Linked DNA regions of Arachis hypogaea: region 2 is linked to region 1. A link is a contact called in public Hi-C data. All regions are on one chromosome and are shown on one strand. Each heading gives the region's core, a stretch centred on a gene start, on an enhancer-like site or on the middle of the called end of the contact. The rest is flanking DNA. Distances are from core to core; before and after follow the strand shown.

Region 1 (5,195 bases), core at 1,272-3,771:
ATCCTCTTGGAGTTGTTGAGAATTTACTAGTGAAAGTAGGACCCTTCATTTTTTCTACTGATTTTGTGATACTGAATATGGAAGAAGATGTGAATACTTTCATTATTTTGGGAAGACCTTTTCTAAATACAGGAAGAGCCCTTATTGATGTGCAAAAGGGTGAGTTGACTCTGACAGGCAATGATGAAGAGGTTGTTCTTAATGTGCTTGAGGCCTTGCAACATCCTAGTGATTTTGAAGGATGTATGAGAGTTGATTTAACTGAGTCATTAATTCAAGAGGTCCTTGATATTGTTTTGGAACCCCCTTCAGAGGATGGTTTGCTAGAGATTGATGATTCATCACCACAGAAGGGGGAATTAAACATGCATACTAAGGAGGAAGGGCCACCCAAGCTTGAGTTGAAGCCCTTGCCTCCCTCTCTTAAGTATGTTTTTCTAGGTGAGCAAGATTCTTATCCAGTGATTATTAACTCCTCTTTGAGTCATGATGAAGAGGAGGTGTTGATACAAGTGCTTAGAAGCCACAAAACAGCTCTTAGGTGGACTATTAGTGACTTGAAAGGGATAAGTCCGGCTATGTGTATGCACAAGATTCTACTTGAGGAGTATGCTAAACCCGTAGTACAACCACAAAGGCGGCTAAATCCAACCATGAAAGAGGTGGTTCAGAAAGAGGTTATGAAGTTCTGGAAAGCCGGGATAATTTACCCAATTTCTGACAGTCCATGGGTGAGTCCCGTGCAAGTTGTTCCCAAGAAAGAAGGCGTGACAGTGGTCAAGAATGAGAAGAATGAGCTAATTTCTACACAAATCGTCACCGGGTGGCATATGTGCATTGACTACAGGAGGCTCAACACTGCAACTAGGAAGGACCACTTTCCCTTGTCTTTTATTGATCAGATGCTTAAGAGGTTAGCTGGACATGCATTTTATTATTTTCTAGATGATTATTCTAAATATAATCAGATTGCAGTGGACCCTCAAGATCAATAGAAGACGGCATTCACTTGTCCTTTTGGTGTATTTGCTTACCGGAGGATGCCGTTTAGATTGTGCAATACCCCAGCAACTTTTCAAAGGTGTATGCTTTCAATATTTTCTGACAGGGTTGAAAAGTTTATTGAGATATTTATGGAAGATTTTTTTGTATTTGGTAATTCTTTTGATTCTTGCCTGAGAAATCTTTCCTTGGTCTTGAAGCGGTACCAAGAAACAAACCTTGTTTTAAACTGAAAAAAATGTTATTTTATGGTGACTGAAGGTATTGTTCTTGGGCATCAGATTTCAAGTAAAGGAATAAAGATTGATAAAGCTAAGGTGGAGGTAATTGAAAAATTGCCACCACCCACTAATGTAAAGGCAATCTGAAGTTTCTTAGGACATACAGGTTTTTATAGAAGGTTTATAAAGGATTTTTCTAAAATTGCTAAACCTCTAAGTAACCTCTTAGTTGCAAACATTCCTTTTTTCTTTAATGATAATTGTTTGCATGCCTTTGAAACTCTAAAAGCTCGGCTTGTCTCTGCACTCATCATAGCTCCTCCTAACTAGAATTTACCGTTTGAATTGATGTGTGATGCCAGTAATCATGCTATAGGAGGTGCCTTGGGGCAGAGATAAAACAAGCTTGTGCATGTCATTTATTATGCTAGTTGTGTGCTAAATGACGCACAAAAGAATTACACAACTAAAGAAAAAGAACTATTAGCTGTAGTTTTTGCATTTAATAAGTTTAGGTCCTATTTGATTGGTTCTAAGATTATTGTTTATACTGACCATGCTGCTCTTAAGTACCTTCTAACCAAACAGGTTGCTAAACCAAGATTGATCAGGTGGGTGCTCATTCTTCAGGAGTTTGATATTGAGATTACAGACAAGAAAGAATCAGAGAACCAAGTGGCTGACCACCTTTCTAGGATTGAGCCTGAAGATGTCGTGCAATAACCCATTCCTATGAATGAGACTTTTTCTGATGAGCAACCCTTTGCTATACAGAGAGCCCCGTGATTTGCAGATATTACAAATTACAAGGCTATGAGGTTCATCCCAAAAGAATATACTAAACAGCAGGTGAAAAAGCTGCTCAGTGATTCCAAGTATTTCTTTTATGGGAGGAGCCCTATCTTTTCAAGAGATGGTCAAATGGTATCATCCGACGATGTATTCCGGATGAGGAGGCACAGTAGATTCTTTGGCATTGTCATGGTTCCGAGTATGATGGCCACTTTGGTGGTGAGAGGACAGCAACAAAGGTCCTTCAGAGCAATTTTTATTGGCCGACCCTCTTTAGAGATGCTTGAGATTTTGTAAAGAATTGTGACAAGTGCCAGAGAGTTGGAAATATTCCCAACCATAATGAGATGCCACAGTAGAGAATATTAGAGATTGAGTTGTTTGATGTGTGGGGTATTAATTTCATGGGACCTTTCCCTCCCTCAAATTCAACAATTACATTTTAGTGGCAGTAGATTATGTGTCCAAGTGGGTGGAAGTCGTGGCTTTGCCCACTAATGATGCCATGGTGGTGATGAGCTTTCTTCAGAGATATATCTTCCACCGTTTTGGTGTCCCAAGGACACTAATCAAGGATGGGGGCAGCCACTTATACAACAAACAGCTGGACTCTCTTCTTCAGAAATATGGAGTCCGTCATAAGGTAGCTACCCCCTATTATCCTCAGATAAGTGGACAGGTTGAGGTCTCTAATAGAGAACTCAAGAGAATTCTGGAGAAGACCATTAGTGCTTCAAGGAAGGACTGGGCTAGGAAGCTTGATGATACTCTCTGGGCATACCAGATGGCTTTCAAGACTCCTTTTGGCATGTTTCCATATCAGTTAGTCTATGGCAAATCCTGTCACTTTCCAATGGAGTTGGAAAACAGAGCTTACTGGGCAACAAAGTTCCTGAACTTTGATGCCAAAGTTGCAGGAGAGACGCGGCTCCTCCAACTCAATGAGCTTGATGAATTTAGAAACTCAACATATAAAAATGCCAAACTCTATAAGGAGAAGACAAAGGTGCAGCATGATAAAAGGATAGCCACCAGAACATTTGAGCCAGGCCAGAAAGTCTTACTGTTTAATTCAAAGCTCAATAACTTTCCTGGAAAGGTGAAATCCTGGTGGTTAGGACCATTTGTGGTAACTAGAGTATCTTCTTATGATCATGTGGAACTCCAAGAAGAAAACTCTGACAGGAGGTTAACTGTCAATGGCCAGAGGCTAAAACACTATCTTGGAAGTGAAGTTGATCGCTAGAGGTCCGCTCATCTGCTGACTTAGCAGAGCTGACTGTCAAGCTAGTGACATTAAAGAAGCGCTTGTTGGGAGGCAACCCAATCTTTAGTATCCTTTGATTTTACATTCATTTTAGTTTTATTTACTTCATTCTAGTTATTGAGAATTTTCCTTCTTTTTACGTGTGTTTTGGTCATGCAAGATGTTGATAACAGGAACAGGTGCAATTAGAAGGGAGTTCAAGACACTCTGGAGGAGTTTTTATTCGGCTGCCTCGGCGCTAAACACTACGACCTGGCATTTGGCGCTAGGAGGCATGTATTTTGAGGCAGATTCACTGTGATGGTGGAGCTAAATGCTGAGACCTAGTGTTTAGCACTGATATACATGTAATTTGAGGGGGAGCCATTGTCCTGGTGGCACTAAATGTCGAGACCTAGCGTTTAGCACCGAGCAGCACGTAATTTGAGGAGGTGCCACTGTCTTAGTGGCGCTAACGTTGCTATCTGGCGTTTAGCACCAAGGATGTTCCATTTGGTGATTGAACCACTATGTTGGTGGCACTAAACGCTACTACCTAGGCGTTTAGCGCAAAAAAAAAGAAGCGGGGGTGGCACTAAACGCCGGGACTTGGTGTTTAGCGCCGAGAGCGCCTCGAAGACCCCTTCGTACGGGATTCAAATTTTGAAATTTGTAAAGTTTTGGAATTTTGAATTCACCACCCCACCCCCAACCATTACCCCTTCCCCAATTACATTCCCCATTCACCACTCTTCCCCAAATCTCACCCCCCAACCATTACGCCACTAACCCCTTCCCCAATTTTTTTTCATTCCCATTCAATTCCCTTCCCCCATAATGTAACTCCCTCCTCCCCCTCTTCTCTATATAAATAAATTTTAATCCACTCCATCCCCACTTCTCACTACCCTTTTATTTATCTTTTCTTTCTTTTTCATTAGTAACCCCTTTTTACTTTTCTTTTTCTATTTCACCACCCTCCCTCTCCACCCAAAAATTACCTTTTCTTGCACCTATTGCCACCCCCTTTCTATTTCTCCATCCTCTATTTTCTGATTTTCTTTGCTCGAGGACGAGTAAAATTGTTAAGTTTGGTGTGGTCGCGCTGCTTGTTCTTTAACTGTTATACATGGCACCAAAGGGAGGAGAGTCCTCTTCAAGAAAGAAGAAGGAAAAGGCCCCTCAGACTGGTCTGTTTGATGCCAACCGGTTCAGCTCTAAAGTGTACGAATAGCATTTCTTTGAGATCACCAGTAAGAAGAAAGTGATTCCTAAAATCCAGTTTGATCTCAAGCTGGATGAGTATCCGAAGATTTAGGAGCAGATACAAAGAAGAGGCTGGAGAACATTATGTAACTCGCATACTGAAGTGGTCCAGCTAAAGGTCCAGAAATTTTATGGAAATGTGTGGGTTACATACAAGCATGTGCGGGGTGTGATCCCAGTCCCAAGAACTACCACACTATGATAAGAGAGAGGATTCTACACTTCGGCCCAAAGAGTATGAGGGAGGCACTCCAACTACCACCTCTAAGGGATAATGATCACTCCTATAGTGAGAGGATGAGTGGCGATCAGAGACATGATCAGATTCTTCCAGACATATGCCTCCCGGGAGCCCAATAGAGGCTGAATTCAGAAGGGCAACCAAATCAGCTGGGGCGGCATGATTTGAAGCCGCTAGCCCGAGGTTGATTGGACTTTATCCAATGCTCCATCATTCCGACTAGTAACCGCTCTGAGGTTACCGTGGACCGGACTGTTATGATCCACTACATCATGCTAGGGAATGAGGTGGAGGTGAAGCTTACAATTCCACAGCAGATATACAGCATTGCCTCCAATGCCTCCACACATGCCAAGTTGGCCTTCCTACATCTTATCCACTACCTCTGTGATGCTGCAAGAGTGCGCCTAGAGAACGACATCCTCAT
Region 2 (5,195 bases), core at 856-3,355, 150 kb before region 1:
CACCAAGCTGATTCACCGCTTCCACAAAGGCCTCGTGAAGTTCTGGTGTCCAACGCATTCGAGGCTTCGTTTGTGATGCAGTTGATGGAGAACTAGGAAGACCTTTAACTTCTTTAGATGGTACATTCTGCTGCTGGATGGGCTGCATCAAAAGGGTAGGACCAGGATAAGTTTTCGGAACACATACAATAAACATAAACAAAATAAAATAAGGAGAAACAAACCAACTTCACGTGAAGTTGACTAAATGATTTGAATGATTTGACTAAATTTTTATCTAACGGCTCTTAGTTATCAACTTTACGTGAAGTTGGCTACATCTGAGTTTCCACCTGCAAAAACCAGTTAGAGAAACAAACCAACCTTTGGTTTTGGTTCTGATTCATTATCATCACCAAGGAGCTGACTCCAATTTGGGTCATAAGAATCATCAATTGACATTAACTTATCAACCCACTCCCCAAAATCAGATTGTTTGACATTGTCATCGTTTGTATAACAAGCACCATTTTCCACCTGATCATGCTGGACAGAAACATTTTCAGGGAAACCAAGCATATCCTGGAACGGATCCGGTCCCCAGGAAATCTCGTCGCTTTCTTGAGGCTGGGAAATGAATGATGCTGAATGTAGCTCCGAAGACACACTGTCTTCACCTAATGTCTGTGAAACAAAGGAAGAAGGTTGATGCTGCCTTTCATGCTGCGAAGCTGAAGAAAAAGAGACAACACCAGGGGACGAAAATGTGTGTCCGGTACTTCTGGTGTTGGAATTCGACGATGTAGATTGTAAGGGGGATGGATTCACAGTCATTTCTCTTATAGGCGAAAGCTGAAACGAATCTGGGGGTTTCATGTACTTGTTATCCAGTGGTGTTGGAAGAACAGGAGAAGATGAAGACATAGAACTCAAAGCTTCCTTCCAAGTGAAACTAGCTTTGTACCTTTGTCAATAACAACCAATGACAATTATCATTACTACCAACATATTTGGACAAAATATACAGCAGGTTCCTTGTTAATCCTCTAAGAACCTAAGTTGAAATGACAAAATCACACAAAAACAGATAGAAGTAATGCAACATGGTTATCCAATAATAGACCAATATTTAGGCTAAATTAGGCATAATAAATAAGATGGGATGAGAAATACAACATTCGGCAAAATCAATCTTATAACTTCAAAAAAAGGAAAAATCAGATTTATTATTAAAAATATATCCAACTCCTAAAAGAACTCCACATAAAGGAAAAAAAAAAAAAAAAAAGCAGTGGCCTAAAAAGTTTTCATCAGAAGCCGCCGGCAAAACTAATGAACACAAATATACACATACGTGGCAATTATGTGAATCCATTGAACATTAAGCTATTTCAGTGGTGCCATCAAATCTGAATTCGCCGTTAAAAACATTGACAAGTGTCACAAAAAAAAAATCAGAATTTCACCCACACCCACACCCCAACACACACACACATCTCTGACCAGAACAGATCAAAACACACTTCCAGATTTGAACAAAGAAATTTGCCAAATTAATAGATATGAGCTCAAAATAATTTACCTTATCCAAAAATAAATCCAACCCAAAAACAATAAGCAAGTGACACCTAACCCCAACAATCAAAAATCAACACTTTTTGAAATTTACAAAAGTGGGTGTATGGATTATGCACTTACCTATAAAAATGATTATGTGGGAACTAAGAGAACCTGAAAGCTGGGAATCCAAGGTTAGATTTTTGAGGTTCGGCTATGGTTGTTTGTGGTTATGGTATGCTATAACAGAAGACAAGGTTGAGAGGAACACAGAGTTGTATTGCTGTTGCACACGTATTTTGGGTTTGTCGTGTTTCACTTAAACAAACAATCTCGGAACCCAAACTCGGTCCTTTTTGGTGTTTTTGATTCTCATAATATCATATTATCATTCTCTCTCTCTCTCTCATAAAAAATCATTACCACACCCTCCATTTCTCTCTCTTGTCATTGGCCAACTGAAACAAGTTTGCCATCCCCTGCGCCACTCACACGTGTGTCTCTTCTCTTGTTCATTCTCCACCGTCCGATTCGGATTCATGCACAAGCTTTTGTTTTGTGTGTGTCACTCTAATCCTTTTCCTCCCTGCTATTTGCACTTTGCAACTTGTTGACTTTAACAAATGTAAAGCAAATAATGACATGGAAAAAAATTATGTATATTATATAGTATTTTTTATAATTTTAATTTTGATAATGTAATAATATAAAATATTTTATATAATTATTTAATTATATTTCGTTTTTCAAATGATTATTTATACAATTAATATAAAAGATAATTAATATAATTAGATATAAATATAAAATTATTTGATATTAATAGTGTATTAAAATTAAATTTTTTAATTGTGTATTTTTTTTCTATTTAATTAAATGGGTAAAGTGTGTGTGGATTTATTGGCTGCTGATGGAAGCGAAAGGCTGCTAATGAACGGTGTTGAGTGAAGAGTGAAGAGTGAAGAGTGATGAATGTGAGTGTGGCATGGGTCCAAAAATGGTCCATCAAGGTCATTGGTCATTGTCTAATTTCTTTTTGAATGGTGGCGATTCCTACCTTATTACTTGCTACTCTATGTCAAATTTGTCGAAAATGAAAGAAAGCTATGCCCTATGTGCTGGATTATTTTATTTTTCCAGGGTATCTATCATTGAAAAAAAGACTCACTTCTTGGTTTTACTTTACTTTTATTAGAGGTGCTTGCTTTTAATTTAAAAGGATAGATGCTAACTATAAATTTAAACATTAATTCAAACTCTTGACCCTTATCTAAAAGAATTGTTATGTGCTAAGTGCTACATAATCACTGGGTAAAATGTTTTGTGGCTAGTGTTCCAGACTAATAACAGATCTAATTTCTAGATTCGTAACTTTATAGCGTTACCTGTAATTAATTAAGTAGGCTCAATATCATATCATAGTCCATTTTGTTTATAAAACATAAAAAAATCATTCACTATATTTATACATATTATTTTATATATTTTTATTATATATTTTAATATGTATTTTAATAGTTAGTTGCATAATGTTAATATTTTCATTTTATTGATGGGATGTATGTATACAAATGGCCTTTTTGCCAGTTCCTTCTAGTTTTGTTATATCAAACACCTACTTATAAAAAGAATAAAAAAAAACGAACCACTCAATATTTGATTTAGCAAGGATGAAGATACCCAATCACCATACAGAGGGCTTCAAGACCACAGATTACCTTTTTCTACCGTTTTTTATTTAAAAAAAATGTTATTGTATTATAATCATCGTACTGATTGTAATGTAATTTTTTAGTTTTAGGATAGGTACTCTTTTAATTTCTAAAATTTAGAGTTGAAATTAAAATTGTTTATAACATATTTTCGTTTAAAATTATCATTAATATTAAAATTATTTTTTGGTCAATAAAACGATAAATTTACCCTTAATAATTATAAAATTAATAATTAAAAAATATAAACCCTATCTTCCTCTTTGTTATTAATGATATGCCTAGCAAATTTCGATGTTGATAACAGTGGTAAAATAGGACAGCGACAGTAAATGTTGGAGTAACGATGGCAACGATCTCTCTCTCTCTCTTTCTCTTTCTCTCTCTCTCTCTTCGAACTCCCTTCAAGCGACGGTAGCATCACGTGACGGATCTAGGTCTTTGGAAAGAAGCTCGACTTGGTAGATGAAGTTATTAAGTCCAGAGATAAATATGCAGAGCTTGAGGCAACCATAGATAAAGGTATGGATGAGATGGTGCAGAACCTGAAGGCTCAATTTCGGGTTGTTGCTCTCGAGGCGGACCTCTCCCTTATTAGTCCCGACAACATTGTGGTTGATGGGAAGATTGTTCCTGCACCTAAGGACGATGAGGATACTCCCATGCCCGACCCGAAGACCTTAGAAGTCCGAGTTAAGGGAGCTTCTCAAAGCTTTCCAACTCGGATGGAAGATGAGCCCATCATACCTCCTCCTAAGAAACTCCCTACTCCTTCTGAAGCTATTCTGACCTCCTCTACTTAGCCTAAAGATGCTACTAATGGAGAATAGCTCCTTCCTTTGTAATTCATTGCTTTGAATGACCCGGCTTGTGGGTCTTTATGAAAAATTTTTTGTTTTGTAATAGTCGTAGTTGGAATACTTTATTTCTCCTTGCTTAAAGACCTTTTTCCACTACTCGCATATGTGGTGGTTCTTTTGCATGAATGAGTATTTTTTTTTATCATCCTCTGCTTAGTTTATTTTTGCCTTTTACGACTTAATTGTAAATCATTTTGGTAGCTTTAGATGCTGCCTTGAAAATGTTGGGTTTTTATTAAGTGGAAAAAGACGTCGGTAAAGTAAGTCGGCCATTCTTTAGACGTTTCTCTTGTAAATTTAACTTTCCCTTAATTGTTTGCATTCCGACTTTAAGTAGTCGAGTTTATCAAGTTATTCTTGAATTTCGTTTTTAGGCCCGACTCTTTTAAGGTTGGACCACGAAGCTTACATAACTTCTTACATTAATTTGTACCTCGTCGCTTCATCTTACTGACCACTCAGGTCGGGCAATGATTTTCGCAGTTTTTCGAGGTCAAATTAATGTGTTTGAATGAGAAAATTGATAGAAAATGAGTTATCAATAAGAGAAAAATATTTATATACCTTTTCTTGCTACTAAGGATTTCTTTTATCCTTAGCCCTTGTTGTGGTGCCTCATTAAAATCCCCTCCAGAAAAATTCTTTTCGGAAAAAAACCATGAAGTCAGAGAAAAGAGTACACCAGGGCGCAAGGTGCACTTTCTGACGGTGGATTTGACGGAAGGGTAACTAGAGGCCGTGATGAGGTCAGCAACATACCATAGTCGTACAATGGTGGTGTGGCATACTGGGCACCAGGACGAACCCCACCGCGTATGACGATCTAGATGCAGGAGATATCTGTGGCATCCACACCGAGGTATATGCGGGAACAGATGGATACTGGTACTGTCCGACACCCTGCTCTCTCCCAGTCTAGAATGACTCTGCTAGGCGCTGCATCGATGCGGATCAGCGGTGTGAAGCTAGAAGGCGTTGTCGAAGAATATCTCATTCACCATCTGCTCCTCCTGATGGCTACATGATGGTCCTGGATCATGCCATCCGGGTGGTGATGTGTTCCAGATGGCCCGATGCTGCGGTCCTC

The links. Hi-C and Micro-C count contacts between places; a contact is called where the count stands out from the background.
Region 2: a Hi-C map of leaf shows a contact between it and region 1, with 1.9 times the contacts expected there. The contact joins the promoter of LOC112758313 here to the promoter of LOC140180033 in region 1. A contact is called at or near these places in 2 of 8 Hi-C or Micro-C datasets (leaf and an unstated tissue).

Annotation. Positions count from the first base shown.
Region 1 is chr16:19,887,024-19,892,218 of arahy.Tifrunner.gnm2.J5K5, reverse strand. LOC140180033 reads left to right here and starts at 2,521. Exons shown (of 1, transcript XM_072220415.1): 1 at 2,521-3,261. The coding sequence starts at 2,521. The coding sequence ends at 3,261.
Region 2 is chr16:20,040,990-20,046,184 of arahy.Tifrunner.gnm2.J5K5, reverse strand. LOC112758313 (protein PHR1-LIKE 1) reads right to left here and starts at 2,105. Exons shown (of 8, transcript XM_025806941.3): 1 at 1,678-2,105; 2 at 364-943; 3 at 1-142. The coding sequence starts at 903.